Regions from separate parts of the Sus scrofa genome. Here region 1 is linked to region 2. A link is a contact called in public promoter capture Hi-C data. All regions are on one chromosome and are shown on one strand. Each heading gives the region's core, a stretch centred on a gene start, on an enhancer-like site or on the middle of the called end of the contact. The rest is flanking DNA. Distances are from core to core; before and after follow the strand shown. Region 1 holds the start of EHBP1L1 (EH domain-binding protein 1-like protein 1). Region 2 holds the start of SART1 (U4/U6.U5 tri-snRNP-associated protein 1).

Evidence for each region. Promoter capture Hi-C pulls out the DNA fragments that hold promoters and counts their contacts.
Region 1: a promoter capture Hi-C map of fetal liver shows a contact between it and region 2, with 2.4 times the contacts expected there. The contact joins the promoter of EHBP1L1 here to the promoter of SART1 in region 2. A contact is called at or near these places in 1 of 5 promoter capture datasets (fetal liver) and 1 of 2 datasets of contacts at active chromatin or transcription factors (alveolar macrophages).

What each region holds. Positions count from the first base shown.
Region 1 is chr2:6,677,395-6,680,094 of Sscrofa11.1, reverse strand. It overlaps EHBP1L1 (EH domain-binding protein 1-like protein 1), which reads left to right and starts at 1,374. Exons shown (of 18, transcript XM_021082847.1): 1 at 1,374-1,509. The coding sequence starts at 1,406.
Region 2 is chr2:6,371,991-6,374,690 of Sscrofa11.1, reverse strand. SART1 (U4/U6.U5 tri-snRNP-associated protein 1) reads left to right here and starts at 1,349. Exons shown (of 20, transcript XM_003122517.6): 1 at 1,349-1,758. The coding sequence starts at 1,446. It overlaps TSGA10IP (testis-specific protein 10-interacting protein), which reads left to right. Exons shown (of 9, transcript XM_021083386.1): 9 at 1-74. The coding sequence ends at 35.

The DNA of each region.
Region 1 (2,700 bases), core at 125-2,624, 310 kb before region 2:
CTTATTTGCCTTCACACACACACAACACCCCACAACTTACTGAAAGCAAGAGAAAAGAACCTCAGGTTGCTCAGTGAGGCTTACCAGCTGCTCGTCCCCACGCCTGCTGCACAGTCACTTGTCTCCTGGACACAGTCAGCTGGCACTTCTGGCAGACCAGACTTCCTGCTGAAACCTAGTATTGATCAAGAACCGGGTTTCTGTCCATTCACGAACCTCGCAGAACATTCGCACCGGCACAGGGAACAGGCTGGTGTTAGATCCCTGTGGCAGATCTAACTCTGGGCCAGACACCTGCCACGGCTCATTACCCTACGGGCAGCTGCGCAGGTGATAAGGGCTCTAATCTAGGTGTGAACAGAGCGGTTAACGCCCCAGGGGAGGGAGGGTAAACACACACTCTTTCCGACAGTGATAACGGATTTCGTTTAATAAGACCTGGCAACATCAGTCGGGCTCCACACAAAATGCTTCCCAAGGTTTGGTTCTCAATGATGTGAAGCGAGAAACTATAATTATCCCTGTTGAACAGAGGTAAAAACTGAGGCCCCGGGTGCTCGTCCTTTGCCCAAGGTCACACACTTGGAAGTCAGCCGTGTGCGGACGGTGGGACACCTTCCCACTTGACAGCTGAAGACGCAGGTCCTGAGCCTGGCCAGTGGGTGCTGCCCACAGGTAGGGCGCCCGGGCCGGCCCCTGCCTCTGCTCCTTCCTGCTCCGGTTAAGACGCGGTGGCAGCAGGAGCCGGCCTCCCCAGCGCTGAGGCCAGTGGGCTCTGGCCCGGCCCACTGGCACCCTTCAAGTCTCTTCTCCTTTCTGGGTCTCTTTCCCCGGCCTGCGAAACCGGGCCACCACTGAGCACCTCGCCGCGCTGCGGGCAGGAAGGGAGGCGGCCGGGGCAGCGCTGGCGAGGGCGGCACCGGTTGCGGGTGGCCTCCTGCCCCGGCCCGCGCGCGCCTCCACACCTCGTCGGCGCGCGGGCCGGAGGCGCTGCGGTCCAGGCCGCCCCCTCGCGCCCCCACCCCCCGCCACGCGCCGCCCCCACGCGCCCGCCGCGCGAGGCCCCGGAAGCCGGGCCGCCCCGCCCCCCGCGCCCGCCCCCCCGGAGCCCCGCCCGCCTGGCCTTCCGACGGGGGTGCGGCTCCAGGAAACGGCGCGCTCGCCGCTCTGCGCTCCAGCGACCCGACGCGCCCCAGACGACCCCGCTGACGCAGCCAGACCCCCCGGCGGGCACCGGCGGCGGCGGGGAGAGCGGCCCCCGGCCCGCGCCTCCGATCCGTCCCCACAGACGGGGCGGGCGGCGCCGACGGGAGCCTGGGAGGCCATGGGGACCTGGGCCGGGCCAGCGGTCGCGGGCCGGCGGGAGCCCGGGATCTGAGGAGCGGGCGGCGGGGGCTGTGGGGCCATGACCTCCGTGTGGAAGCGCTTGCAGCGCGTGGGCAAGCGGGCCGCCAAGTTCCAGTTTGTGGCCTGTTACCACGAGCTGGTGGTGGAGTGCACCAAGAAATGGTGAGTGGGAGGGAGGCCTGGGGGACCCCCCAGTCCGCCAGGGGCCCCATCCGCCTCTCGGAGAACCCTGCCCCCAGCCCAGGGGCCAGAGAGGCCCCCGACCCCCAGCCTGGGCCCTGGTGCCCCAGCACTGAGCGGTGCCCTTGCAGCCTCCCGGCTCCCCACTGTTGGGGGGTGTGGGCAGCCTTGGGAGTGGAGGCCTGAGAACCTGTCTGCGCCCACACTTCCCTCAGCCGCGCTCACGGCTGGGGGAAGGGAGGCCTCACGTTTTCGGCCAGAGGGATGGTTCAGGGTGGCGTCCGACAAGGGAGCAAGTTTTGAGGCCTGCGGGTGGAGGGGCCGGGACAGAAAACTCCAGGGACCTTAGACCAGCTCCCCTCTCCCCCTGCCCATTTGTTGAACCAGAGGAACCACCCGCCCCTGGAACCACAGTGGGCGCTGGGAGGCTGGCTCTGTCTCCACAATATCCTTAAAAGGGGAAACTGAGCGCTGGGAAGGATGGGGAGGGAGGAAGGCGGGGAGCAGCTTAAAGGGGCCTGAGGGCCTGGGAGGTTGTGGGTCGGGGAGCAGAGAGCCTGGGGAAGGCCAGGTGGTGAGGTGAGGGGAGATACGCGAGGGGCAGCAGGACCTTCCCGGACTGCCACGGGGCCCAGGGGCATCTCCCATGCCCCCACCCGCAGCTGCCCAGGCCCCTGCGTCACACCCTAAATATACGTGCTTGCTGGTGTCAGCTTCCCTTGGCTGGATTAGGGCACAGCTGTGGGGGCCTCACCCGCGGGGCCAGGCGGGGCTAAATTTAGGCTCCCAAGAGGAAGGACAGGAAGGGACCAGGGGGTCTAAGGGGAGGGGAGGGAGCAGGAGGCCTGAGGTCCCTTGGGCAGCTGTCACATCCCTGGTCTTGACTAGGCCTGAGGGTGGTTCATACCATTCGGCAAGACCCAGAAAGGAGAGAGGCAGGCTGGAATAACACGGCATAGAGCTGGGATTTGAACTCTGGCCTATGGCTTCTGCCCTGTGCCCCAGCATTCTTGATGAGGCCAGGGGGACCCTGGGCATGGTCCTGGAGAGCCGGCTGAGAGTTTGGGCAGTGTCAGCGTGTCTGAGTCAGAGGGGATGGGCAGAACCTCCTGGGCTTTTTTGCCGGCAGCCCAGGCTAGGAAACTGCCCTGGCTCAGGTCGCAGCTCCCCAGG
Region 2 (2,700 bases), core at 100-2,599:
CTAACTCAAGCTCAGACCAGGAGTCTGGTGTCTAAGATTAAAATTAAAAATAAAATTAAATGCTTTGTGGAAAATAGTGTGAGATTTCTGGTGGTGGGAAGGGGCTGCGTGTTGGGAGCTGGCGGTGGCAGGTGGGTTTGCAGCAGGCTTTCCCCACATCCCAGAGGAACTCTGGCTGTTCTGGCTGCCCCCTCCCTGTGCACAGCTCTGCCTCTGCTCCTGAGGTGTGAGCATGGCATCTCCAAGAGCAACAGCGGCAACTTGCCCTAGAAATGCTGGGTCCTAGAAAGTCAAGAGTGAATAGGACAGAATGGCTTCTGCCTTTGGGAACTCCCAGTTCTGGGGGGGAGGAAAGCGGAACTTTAAAGGGGAGCATAATCACAGACAGATGGGCCTCCAGATGGGGCAACTGGGAGGTGAGGGGTGTCAGGAGGGATGGAGAGATTGTGTGAACAGAGTTTTTGTTGTTGTTGTTTATTTGGCTGTGCCTGTGGCATGCGAGAGTTCCTGGGTCAGGAATTGAACCCAAGCCACAGGAGTGACCCAAGTCGCTCCAGTGACAGTCCCGGATCTTTAGATCTTTAACTCGCTGCGCCATAGGAGAATTCCTGTGTAAACTGAGATTTTAGCTTCAAGCAACTTCAAGTTAGAGCTCCTCTCAAGAGGGAAAAAAAAAAAGCAGCAGCAGCTCCCGCGAGCGCGCTCTCTCTCTCTCTCTCTCACACACACACACACACACACACACACACACACACACACACACACACACCCCGATGTGCTAAATTTTGCGTTCGATTTCAGGGGTTCACAGGCATGCAAAGGCCCATCTCGAGCTCCGTAGCAGTCAAAGCGCACGTTAAAAAAACCCAATTCAGGGACCGTGGGAAGGCAGCGTTTGCAGACAATATTAGTTGTGGGGGCTGGGAGGAGGCTGGGTTGTGGAGCTGAGGGTCTCAGGAGCAGAACGTGCTCCGTCCTCCTACACCTGATCGGCCACGACCCCAGGGAGTCTACTAGGAGGACTTCTGCTGGAGCGGCGGGCGCTGCAGTGAGCATCCCGTGGCTGAGGGTGTGCAAGCGGAGGGAAGCCAGGGAGGCCATGCTGGCTTAGATGGGCCCTAGGTCCTTCAAATTCTGGGATACGGTCTTCCCCGGACTCGAACGCGCCCCTCAAGCTTGAGCGCACGCGCAATCCGACCACTATGTCAAAGACCGCCGCTCGGCCAGTGCCGGCCGCGAATGCGCAGTCGGGCCCGATCCCAGCCTTCCCATGAGCCTTTGGGGCAGCTCCGAGGCAAAGGACGGAAGCAGCCGCTCTTGGTTTCCGGCAACGCGACGGCGCAGCCGGGCCCGACCCGGAAGTGTTCCCATTTTGCGCCGTCGGGGCTCGGCGGCGGCGGTGGCGGCGGCGGCGGCGGCGGCGGGGCTCGGGTGGACCTACCACCATGGGGTCGTCAAAGAAGCACCGCGGGGAGAAGGAGGCGGCCGGGACTACGGCAGGAGCGAGCACCGGGAGCGCCACCGAGCAGCCGCCTCGGCACCGGGAGCACAAAAAACACAAGCACCGGAGCAGCGGCGGCGGCAGCAGCGGTGGCGAACGACGAAAGCGGAGCCGGGAGCGTGGGAGCGAGCGCGGGAGCGGGCGGCGCGGGGCCGAAGCGGAGGCCCGCAGCAGCACGCACGGGCGGGAGCGTAGCCAGACAGAGCCCTCCGAGCGCCGCGTGAAGCGGGAGAAGCGAGATGAAGGCTACGAGGCCGGTGAGGGGCGGGGCCTGGGCAGGGGGCGGGGCGATGGGGAGGGTCTCAGGGTGGAGGGCCTCGGGGATGGAAGCCAAGCCCACAGGCCCAGCCATCCCCAGGCCCGTCGTCAGCGCATTTGGAAGGGTCTTGTTTTGATTATTTGGGATTAAGGGTTGGCTTTCTCTGCTAAACTCCGTGAAGGTGGAGATTTTCTCTGTTTTCCTTAACTGACACATCACAGGCACTCGCTAAATGTGTCGAGTGAACGCATGGAGTGGTACCATCGTGTGTAGAGGCAGGAGGACACCTGGTATTGGGCAGGTTATGTAGAGCTCATAGCAGAGACATGAGGCAGGGGTCCGAACACAGAGGCTCCTGCAAGCCTGTTAAGATAATTGAATTTTGTTGGCGTTCCCGTCCTGGCGCAGCGGAAACGAATCCGACTAGGAACCATGAGGTTGTGGGTTCGACCCCTGGCCTGGCTCAGTGGGTTAAGGATCCTGCACTGTCTTGAGCTGTGGTGTAGGTCACAGGTGCAACTCGGATCTGGCGTGGCTGTGGCGGTGGTGTAGGCCGGCAGCTGTAGCTCCAATTCGACCCTTAGCCTGGGAACCTCCATATGCCAGGGTGTGGCCCTGAGAAAACAAAAAACAAAAAATTTTGAACTTTGTTTCAAAAGTAATAGGGAGCCATGAATTCGAGCTGGGGAGCGAGTTAGTCGTATTCACGTTATCACAGAGAACACTGTGTTGAGAACTGGGTAAAGAGCAGTCAAGACCCATAGAGGAGGTAAGGACTGGCCATGGCTGGCACCAGGGCAGCAGCAGCGGGATGGAGAGTCGTTGACCCATTGGAGAGGTGTTTTGGAGGAGGAGGTGACAGAGCTTAAGCACTTGGATGACAGTGGGAAGGAGAAGAAGGAATTGAGGATGGTCCTTGGATTTTGGCTGGTGTGACCAG